2 separate regions of the Gossypium hirsutum genome follow, and region 1 is linked to region 2. Evidence: chromatin contacts called from public Hi-C data. All regions are on one chromosome and are shown on one strand. The core of a region is the stretch at or near the end of the contact, and the rest is flanking DNA. Distances in the headings are between cores, read along the strand shown. Region 1 overlaps LOC107889516 (bZIP transcription factor TGA10). Region 2 overlaps LOC107889522 (3,9-dihydroxypterocarpan 6A-monooxygenase).

Region 1 (4,633 bases), core at 1,873-4,372, 85 kb after region 2:
CTTCCTAACCAAAGCTTTCAGCTTTTAAAATGAAAGACGTTTTCATCTATAAATTTGTAATACCCAAAAAAGAAAGGAAAAAAAACCTCTCAACTACAAATTAATAATATAATTTAAAATCAATTTTATATATTAATAAACAATATTTTAAAAAGTAGTTATATTTTGAATTGTTAACTCTAATTTTTCCAAAAAGAAATATTAGTTTAGTTAATGAACTACTTTTACGTATTTTTTAATCTTTCATCAGAATTTTATAAATATATTTAAAGAAAGAAAGATGAGCAGAAAAAATCCATGTCCATGAACATATCGGCAAAATCACTACAAATTTGCTAAACATAAGTATATTATTAATTTGAGATAAGATTTTTTTGGTGTTTGATAATATATAGATGTGAGATATTTGTGTTGTTGGTTTTTGTCCTCCTTTGCACTTAAGGATTTCGTTACAGTGTTTGATTTAAGATCAAGACGTTTATGGGTCGTTTTTCATTAATATCGTCTAGTGCTAGGATATAATGTTGTTGTCTTTAGCAATATTCTTCATGTTTGCGTGGTATTTGTATTCCTTTTTCTCTATTTTAATAAAATTTCTTTTGATGAGAAAAAATAAAATGGCAGGTCAAATAGCAATGAAGTTTATATTACTATTTAATTAATATAATTAAAGTTTTAATGCTTTTCTATGTGAAATCTTTTATTTGAAGTTGAAGAGTAATTAAAAATAATTTCTCTGTCATTTTTTAAACACTAAATTTAACTCTGTTATGTTTTATGTAGCTTTTTTTTTAATATAAAAATTAAATTCATCCATTTAATAATAATTGATAAAAGGGAAGCCAATCTTTGTTGAAGAAAAAGAAAGCTTTATGTAGACATATATCAAGGAATCAATTTTGTGATTGCAAGAGTGAAGCATGAGAGTGAAGCCATGAAGCTTGTAGAAGATGAACATAAGCAAAAGACTGCAATGGAGTTACTTTAACAATATTTGGCTTGCAATTCAAACATCAAGCAGAGAAAGAGACAAAAAAACCAGAGGAGGACAGCTCTTTTAGCAGAGGACAAAAATTCAAGTTGGTTTATTGAAAGGTAAAAAAAAAACACACTTAAAAGTAAGAGGTCCTTAAGCTGCAATTTCTTTTTTTCTTCTTTTACATTATTTCCCTTTCCTCGTTCGGCTGTTGCTTCCCCTGTCCTGCCACCATCCTATTCCGGCCAGCTGTCCCACTGCCCTGCCAAGCCGCCCAGCCTTGCACCACTCACCGCCGCTGCTACCAAGTGATTAATTGAAATGGAAATTTTAATTGATTAATGTTTCAAAGTCACCTCTTCTTCTCTTTATAATGCATTTATTTTTCTTTTCTATGTTTAGGGACAAGTTATCGAGTTTTGCCGTCAAGACGTTCAAGTAAAAAACATTAATTTAAATTAAGTTTAGCCACGTGTGGAAATTTTACTGGTAGGGCATAAAGAGAGACACGGTGGAGGGGGCAGAAGGTTTTTACATGCATTGCAAAATTATTATCCAAAGGATGTATGACATTTATTCCCTGTCTCGGTAAAAATGTGACTTTGATATTTCCAAGGTCAATTTTTTTAACTTTTTCGTCTTAATTATTTTAATTACATAAATTTTATAAAAATATTAAGATGAAAGTTAAATTTGTATGATTCAACACTCGGCATCTCGTTTTTCCTCTTAAAACAAGTTAATTTAGTGTTTGTCATAATAAACGCAAAAATACAGCACAAAATACATCAGAAAACACCAACTTTTTTTTCTCTATTCTCAATGCCCTTTTCTTCTTCTTAACCTGTTCCATCTCTTTCTAATAAGTCAGAAATGGCTGCAAAATCATTGTTTTATTTTTCCTTTTCCGGAAATTCTTGTCAAGAAAAATCAGTATAATATGAAAGAGATTTCTAATTCTTTAATTTAAATTTGAATCTATTCTTAACTATTAGTCTATCTATACATCTCTCTATGTAGAAAGGGGAAAATATCAAAGACGACAATAATAATTTTAATTAAAAGAGCTAGGGTTTTATTGGTCTTCTCGAGGTCGAGCCAACCAAAGGGAGCTCAGAGCTCTTAGGCGATGGAAGTACTCGGCGATCGCCAACAAACATCTTGCAGCTTGACGAATCGTCAGGATTTGATGTAATCGGAGTATGGCTTGATGCCTCAGATTATCCGCCTGTAAGTTTTTTTAAACATTTTTTTAAAAAGCAAATTATCGGAAATATATATGCTAGGAAAAATTTTAGGTATTATATGTATCAATGGAAAAAGTTGAATTTTATAAAGTTTTCATATAATTGTAAATTGTAAAGAAAAAAAATTACATGTTACATAGTCAATAACTTGAAAGGTAACATTAAGACTAAACATGTATTAACTTGACTTTGAGGGTAGAATTGAAGATAAATTTGCTTACTTAAACTTCACATTGGCTATCAACCCCTGACTTTATGGCACCATATGGGTGTTTTGATTGTCAAAATGGGAAATTAAGGGATAGAGAGGTTGAAAAAAAGGAATAATTTAGGGTATTTTCATTTTCTGAGTTCAAATTTACTTGTGGGGTATGGTTTCTACTTACCTTGTCTAGAAGGGTTTTGACATATATGTAAAAGATAATTCCATGGTGATCATATTTGAAACCTTCACTTAATACTTGTTTAATTTCATTTTAATTTCTACCCTTGGTTCAAAGAAACGTAATGATGGTAACTACTTACCTAGAGAGACCTGAAAATTTAAGGGTAGCCATAAGTCAGCTTAGGAATATAAAAATGTGGTCAATTAACTAGGCTTTTAATGAACATGTTGTCCTCTAGGTGAACATCTTGCTTACACAATTGACTTTAAAGGGTCCTAAATTGTTTAGGATTCGTTTTCTTTTCCTAGTGATGGACCAATAATTTCAAAGGGCCTACGACCCCACCTATCCTAAATCTTCAAAATGTTGAACTAGAAATGCCCTAATCCCAGAATTACCATAACTCTAAGTTCACTGTGAGCAAAGGATGGACGGATGTGGGGGATGTGGGAGAGTAGAGTCGGCCTAAAATTGAAAGAATAGTCAAAAAGGATGTGATGTCTTTAAGTCAAACGGTTATGACTATGACATCAACATACGGGCACGAGGGATCTCGTTTGAGCTTTGATGTCGATATCTATATACATTACTTACCAGAGGAAAGAGAAAGCACGTGAAAATGCAAATATTCTTTTGACTTGGTTATAGCTTTTTCATATTTATACTGCCCATCAGGTGACAAGTTCATTATTGTCGACAAATTGCCATGCTTGCTTTAGGCACACCCATTGTTACAATTCCTAGGTAAATGAAATAGAGTTTGATTCTTCTACTGCAAGTGATTTAAGTCTTGAACGGCATGCTATAAACATATACTAGTCTGTTGCAGATACTTGGATAGGGAAACCTCCTAAATCAGACAAGCTGAGTTCTTTTTAGATGGTCCTTAGATGGCATGCGAAGTTTAAAACCCAAAAGACTACGTACTACATGCAGATGTCACTTTCATAGAAATGCATGAAAGGATCCAGTCATCTTATGTGGATAATAGCTTTGTTAATGGAACCACCACATCAGCATGAGGAGACACGGATGGAGTAATTTCATGGAAAGCATGAGGGGGGAGGGGTTAGGTTTAACCAGAATTTTTTCCCACACATATCTTGATGATCCTGAATTCATCATCATTGATGAGGCTTGGGGGGTCCACAAGCACAGAGAAAATCAAACCATAATAATATCATAGTAGTAGGAGTATACAAGATGGAGTGCATACCTGTCTAACAAAACCTTCAATGGTGGAGAGCTTGTTGATGGCGACAGCCATTTGGCCCATGTAGTTAGCCATGTTAGGAGGGCAGCTCAGTGAATCAGATGTTATAATATCAGAAACAGATTGGTTCAGAGCTTCCAAGCCTTGTGTTAGAGCTTCTTCAGCTTCCTGTGTCGACTGCTGCAAGGCACATATCCCCATTATCTGCTGCTCCGTCAGTGGCTCTATCTGATTCAGTATCACCTGAAAATAAAATAATAATAATTAAAAAACACGAGTAATAATAGGGATTTTCTAGGTTTTGCATTCATGCAATTAAAAGCACCACTTGCCTCCTGCTTTGTCTCAAAATATCCTACTTTTTCACTAATATCCCACATTTTTTGAATGTCCAGGGAAATATACAACGGGGAAAGACTTTATAGAGAGGGAGAGGAAAACAAAATAGGTGAAATATAGAGGAAAATGAATATAATTAGTGGGATTATTCTTAGAGTTTTTACAATAGATGTATGGTAGTGATTAGAATTTAGTGTGTTAAGGTACCTTGATGAGGTCAGATGGGCGAAAACCGCCCATCCACATGAAACATCGTTCAGCGGGAGTCTTCCACATGCCAGAAACAAGGTGAAAGACATCCGTTTTAGCCACCATGCTTTTGAGGTTCATCACTTGGTCCAAGTGTGCTAAACAGTTGTCCACGAAGATACGAAGCTCGTTCTCCGGTAGATGCTCTTGAACTGCGGCCCTAAGCTCGCACATTAGTCGATGATGCTCTTCTAGCCATCTTGTATACTCCATGTCAAACAAG
Region 2 (4,579 bases), core at 1,952-4,451:
TTGTCTTATGAGTTTACGATGTGCATGTTCGTATCTCAAACTGCCACATATGTTCCTCCTTTTTGGACCATCGGGTATAACCAAAGAAAATGAACAACCAATAAGATGAATGAAACTATTCCTTTGCAGTTTAACTAATTACATCCATTTCATCCATTCTGCAAATTTTGTTGCCTTTTTTATTTAAAGATTATTCATACAAATAAAATAAATTTCAATAATTATTTGTGATTTTGTATTCACGAAAATAATTCATCGAATAGTGTATAATGAGATTACGGTAATTAATTATATAACAATATAAACGCTGGAAGATAAAAGGAAAATAGAATAATGATTTTAGAGTTTCATCGTATGTTTGTGTATCCTTTGTATTTATGCAAAATTACATGCCTTTCCATAGACACTACTAGCTATCTAAATAGTAACATCTCATAACTATTCAGATAAGTATATAAACATGGTATATTGTCATAATGTCCGACCAACACAGAGTAGCTATTGCTGATCAGGCTTCTCATTTCTGGTTTGCCACACCAACCAAATGCAGACGCGTATACATGGCTCTTATTGAGAACCAGGTCATGTTTCTTATGCATGGCTCAGTTGATTTATTGCTCTGTACAGACCCGTATACGAAGTTTTTGAAGAAAACTTTTGCCAAGTTTCAATGGTTGTGTAAGAATCTGGGTTTGCATGGAAGGAATAAAAAAGCTCAAGGAAGTTTCTAATAAGTTGGGTGGAAGAAGTGAGGAAAGCCATGGGAAGGAGTGATATGATTTTTCTTAGGTTATCAAGTATAAGATTCATCACAACTACAAATATAAATAATATACATCTGATTAATTATAATACTAGATAAAATTAAATTTATAAAAGATTAACAAAAGACTTCAAAGTATATAATCATGTCATTTTTCTTAAAATTTTATTTGTCTTTATTATATATTTTAATTTGCGAAATAGATATTAACATATGAATCGTGAAGATATTATGAAATATAATAATTATCTATATTTTGTACTAATAAATATAATAATTAATTGTAAATAGTAAAAAAAATAGGATATATATTTCATGTATGTAGTCAATAATGTATTGTATGTAGTAGACCGGCTGGTGAGTTGATTAGATTGGAAATTGGCTAGAGTACTGACTTGAAAGGTAATTTTGAACGAGTTAGATTGAGAATTCAATTGAACCAGTTAAAACTAGTTGAATTGATGGTTGAGTTAGAATTTTTAAATTTTTTTTAAATTTTTAATAATTTTTTAATTAGACCAGTAGGACTGGCGGATTGTGGCCTAATCGGTTTGAGCGCCAGTCCACTTTAAAAAACATTGATTGTAGGTGCATAAGTCTCATCCACGTTAGTGAATAATAACATGACACATCATCATTAAGTTAAACAAAAAAATATGGAGAACTTGTAAATAAATACTAATAATTTTATTTAAATATTATAACTATTATAAATAAATATTAATAACTTTTAGATTTAGGATCTTGGATTTAAAAGTTTAAGATCTTACGTTTAGGGTCTAAGATCTTGGGCATAGAGTTTTAATAATTATTTATTATTTAATTATGTTTAAATAAAATTATTAGTATTTATTTATAAATTTTTTACTATTTTTATTTTATTTAATGATAAGGTGTCATATTATTATTTACTGATGGTGAATAAAACTTATACACCAGTAGTACATCAAAAATTTTCCTTAAAAGAATAATGCAATGTATAAAAATCTATGGATGCACTATCCTCAGTCCATGAGTCTCAAAGGCAAAGCCATCTACTAACTTAATAATTTTTATATGAAATAAATTAATAATTGGATTAACTTATTAATTTTTATGAAATATGAGAATTAAATTCTAACAAATTTATATGTAACAAATTAATAAAAAATTATAAATTTATGCATTTATTAATAATTAGACTAACTTTTATGAAAAATCAAATTCTAACAAATTAGATTTTTTTTTATATCAAGAAATTATTATATTATAAGTTTTGGGCCTCTAGTACTTCATGCGTCTTTCAGTAGCAGCAAGGCAAGAAAACAATACGTTGACAAATTATTACATTGAAATGACCTATTGAGAAAAATTAGGGAAAAAAAATTATAGAGCCTTCCTTTAATAGTTCCAAAGATTAATCAAATACTTGTAAATAAAACCTGGAAAATGATGTGGGGAAATGCCTACTCAATTGAAACCACGGTTCTGCATATGTAGTTTTCTATTTCACACACAACTGTAGATTTCTTTACTCGCTTCCATATCATTATACAACAATAAAATGAACGACTAATTCTAAAAGAAACGATTTTATTTTTAAGAAAAATCATTTTATTAACACTTCTTACAGCATCATCCATAGCTATTATCAATTAAAAATAAACATATTATTTTTTTCACTTTATATATACAATTGGTAAGGAGAAATCGTGAATAATGTAAAAAAAAAAAGATATATATTTATTTTTAATTAGTAGGAACTATAAATGATGTGATAAAAATAATTTATAAAATAATTTCTCCGTCTTAAAAGATACCTTTATGCATTAATTATACATCTATTTAAATCAATAGGTTATTTAGAAATTAAAGGAGAAAGCATGCCGGCCGGTATATGACACCATTGCTTACATATTGGATGGCTTGATTTCCAATCATCGAATTGATTTAAAATTTGAGATAATGAAGAAAACAGGTAGGAGAAAGGTAAGCATCAAGCTAATGCTTTTATTTTCCATATATCATGATCAAAATGATAATGTAATATCTCTTATTTTTGTAGCCTTCTAACTTGTCCAAGAATTTCATTTCCACGTTTTAGTAAAGGAAAGATTGAGGCTTCATCCTGCAGGACCATTAGTTGTGAGGGAGTCAACAGAAGATTGCAGCATTGATGGTTATGAAATCCCAAAAGGAGCCAGGGTGTTTGTCAATGTATGGGGTCTTGGCAGGGATCCCAATCAATGGGAAAACCCACTTGAGTTCAGACCAGAGAGTGGAGGCAAGGAAAGAAGCAGTTTTTGGATGCGAGGGGACAACACTTCAGCCTGTTGCCATTTGGGAGTGGAAGAAGAAGCTGCCCTGGAGCTTCACTAGCAGTACAGGTTGTCCCCAACAGTCCTTGCCGTAATGATGCAATGTTTTGATTGGAATGGAGCAAACAGCGGGGTTAATATGGAGGAAAAAGCCGGAATAGCTCTTCTTAAACCCCATCCCTTAGTATGTCACCCAGCTGTTAGGCTCTCTCCATTTCCCTCCCTAAGAATATTCTCATTACTGTTCCTTGTCTTGTTCCAAAATTTTAAGCCTAAGCCCAGAAGCCAATCATAATTCCCTTGCAGTGTTATTTGTTTAATATAATGCAACATTAGGATTGTTCTTATTAATCGAATTAATAGAAATTTCAAAATGTTTAATTGTTATTTCTTTACTTGAGAAAATTATTAATCCAATCAATCTAACTTAGTTTAATTCCGTCTATTTTTATAACAATTTTTCCCTTTTTATGGGATTTTTTTTTCAATTTAAACTGACCAATGCTTTTAATAATTTTCATAATAATTATCATCTTCGAAACTGTTCAGTGCTCTAATTAATTTATCTAATGTTTGAAATATTTATCATGTTTCTGGAGCAATATTTGAAACTCATCAGTATATTATTTCTTACTTAAAATGAAATTTTTTCAAAGGATACATAATTAGAGAAAACTAAAAACAATATAGTACAACAAAAATCACTAAAAATAAGCACAAAATGATAGGATTTCGACCTTACAACAGTGGAGCTGTCGAACCTCAAAAGAGGGAGTGATTAGTTGATAGGATTAAGGGGGAAAAAAAGCCTGACAGTGTATTAGTTTAGGGTTCTCGAGGTTTTTTCTTTATGTTTTATCTAAAGTTAAACTCTTAATTGTTTTTCTTCGGCCCACTTCTACAAGCTCTTTGCATTTGGGATTTAAGCTTCTTAGGCCATTCTATTGGGCTTGTATATATGTTTTTTAGCCCATACGCTTGTATATATATAAATTTAATTTTATTATTAATTTGGGTGAAGTGGTTATTTGAGGTAATTAACCACTTTCAAATCAAATTAATTGATAATCAAATTTAAAAAAAAAAATCAATCCCCAAAAAAATTATTTTTAATGGCCAACCAATTAATCAAACTACTTTACTATAATCGATTAATTCAATTATACACATCCTTATAAAACATTATTGATTTTGCAAAGTAATTGAAAGTTATAGTCATTAGATCTTTACAGATTAAATTTTTTATTTCAAAATTATTTTTTGTCATCGTATTGTTGAGCAGTGCATCAATAATGCTTAAAGACTGGCACATTTAGGCCTCGATACGTATGATGTGTACAACCAATCTCATAGGTTAATATGTATAGAGATACTTGTAGATATCAAATCAATATTTTTTATGAAAACAATATTAGTGTAATCCTTACAAGCAATTCAAATCATGTAAGCACTAAACAATATTTGATTGTATTGATTTTATTACAATTTAATAATAAATATTGAGATCTTTCTTTATCTT

The links. A called contact is a pair of places that touch in the nucleus more often than the background predicts.
Region 1: a Hi-C map of leaf shows a contact between it and region 2, with 3 times the contacts expected there. The contact joins two enhancer-like sites. A contact is called at or near these places in 5 of 34 Hi-C or Micro-C datasets (all in leaf).

Annotation. Positions count from the first base shown.
Region 1 is chrA09:71,229,674-71,234,306 of Gossypium_hirsutum_v2.1, forward strand. LOC107889516 (bZIP transcription factor TGA10) reads right to left here. Exons shown (of 11, transcript XM_016813962.2): 9 at 4,369-4,633; 10 at 3,826-4,065; 11 at 1,851-2,204. The coding sequence ends at 2,052. Among protein-coding and RNA genes, the nearest start is that of TRNAK-UUU, 3.1 kb to the left of the region's middle. Within about 2 kb of position 3,123, at least 1 of the 9 cell types and tissues checked has an H3K27ac peak or open chromatin away from gene starts, as enhancers often do. A contact at or near this core is called in leaf, where this site is marked.
Region 2 is chrA09:71,144,395-71,148,973 of Gossypium_hirsutum_v2.1, forward strand. It overlaps LOC107889522 (3,9-dihydroxypterocarpan 6A-monooxygenase), which reads left to right. Exons shown (of 2, transcript XM_016813965.2): 2 at 1-134. Among protein-coding and RNA genes, the nearest start is that of LOC107889522, 4.3 kb to the left of the region's middle. Within about 2 kb of position 3,202, at least 5 of the 9 cell types and tissues checked have an H3K27ac peak or open chromatin away from gene starts, as enhancers often do. A contact at or near this core is called in leaf, where this site is marked.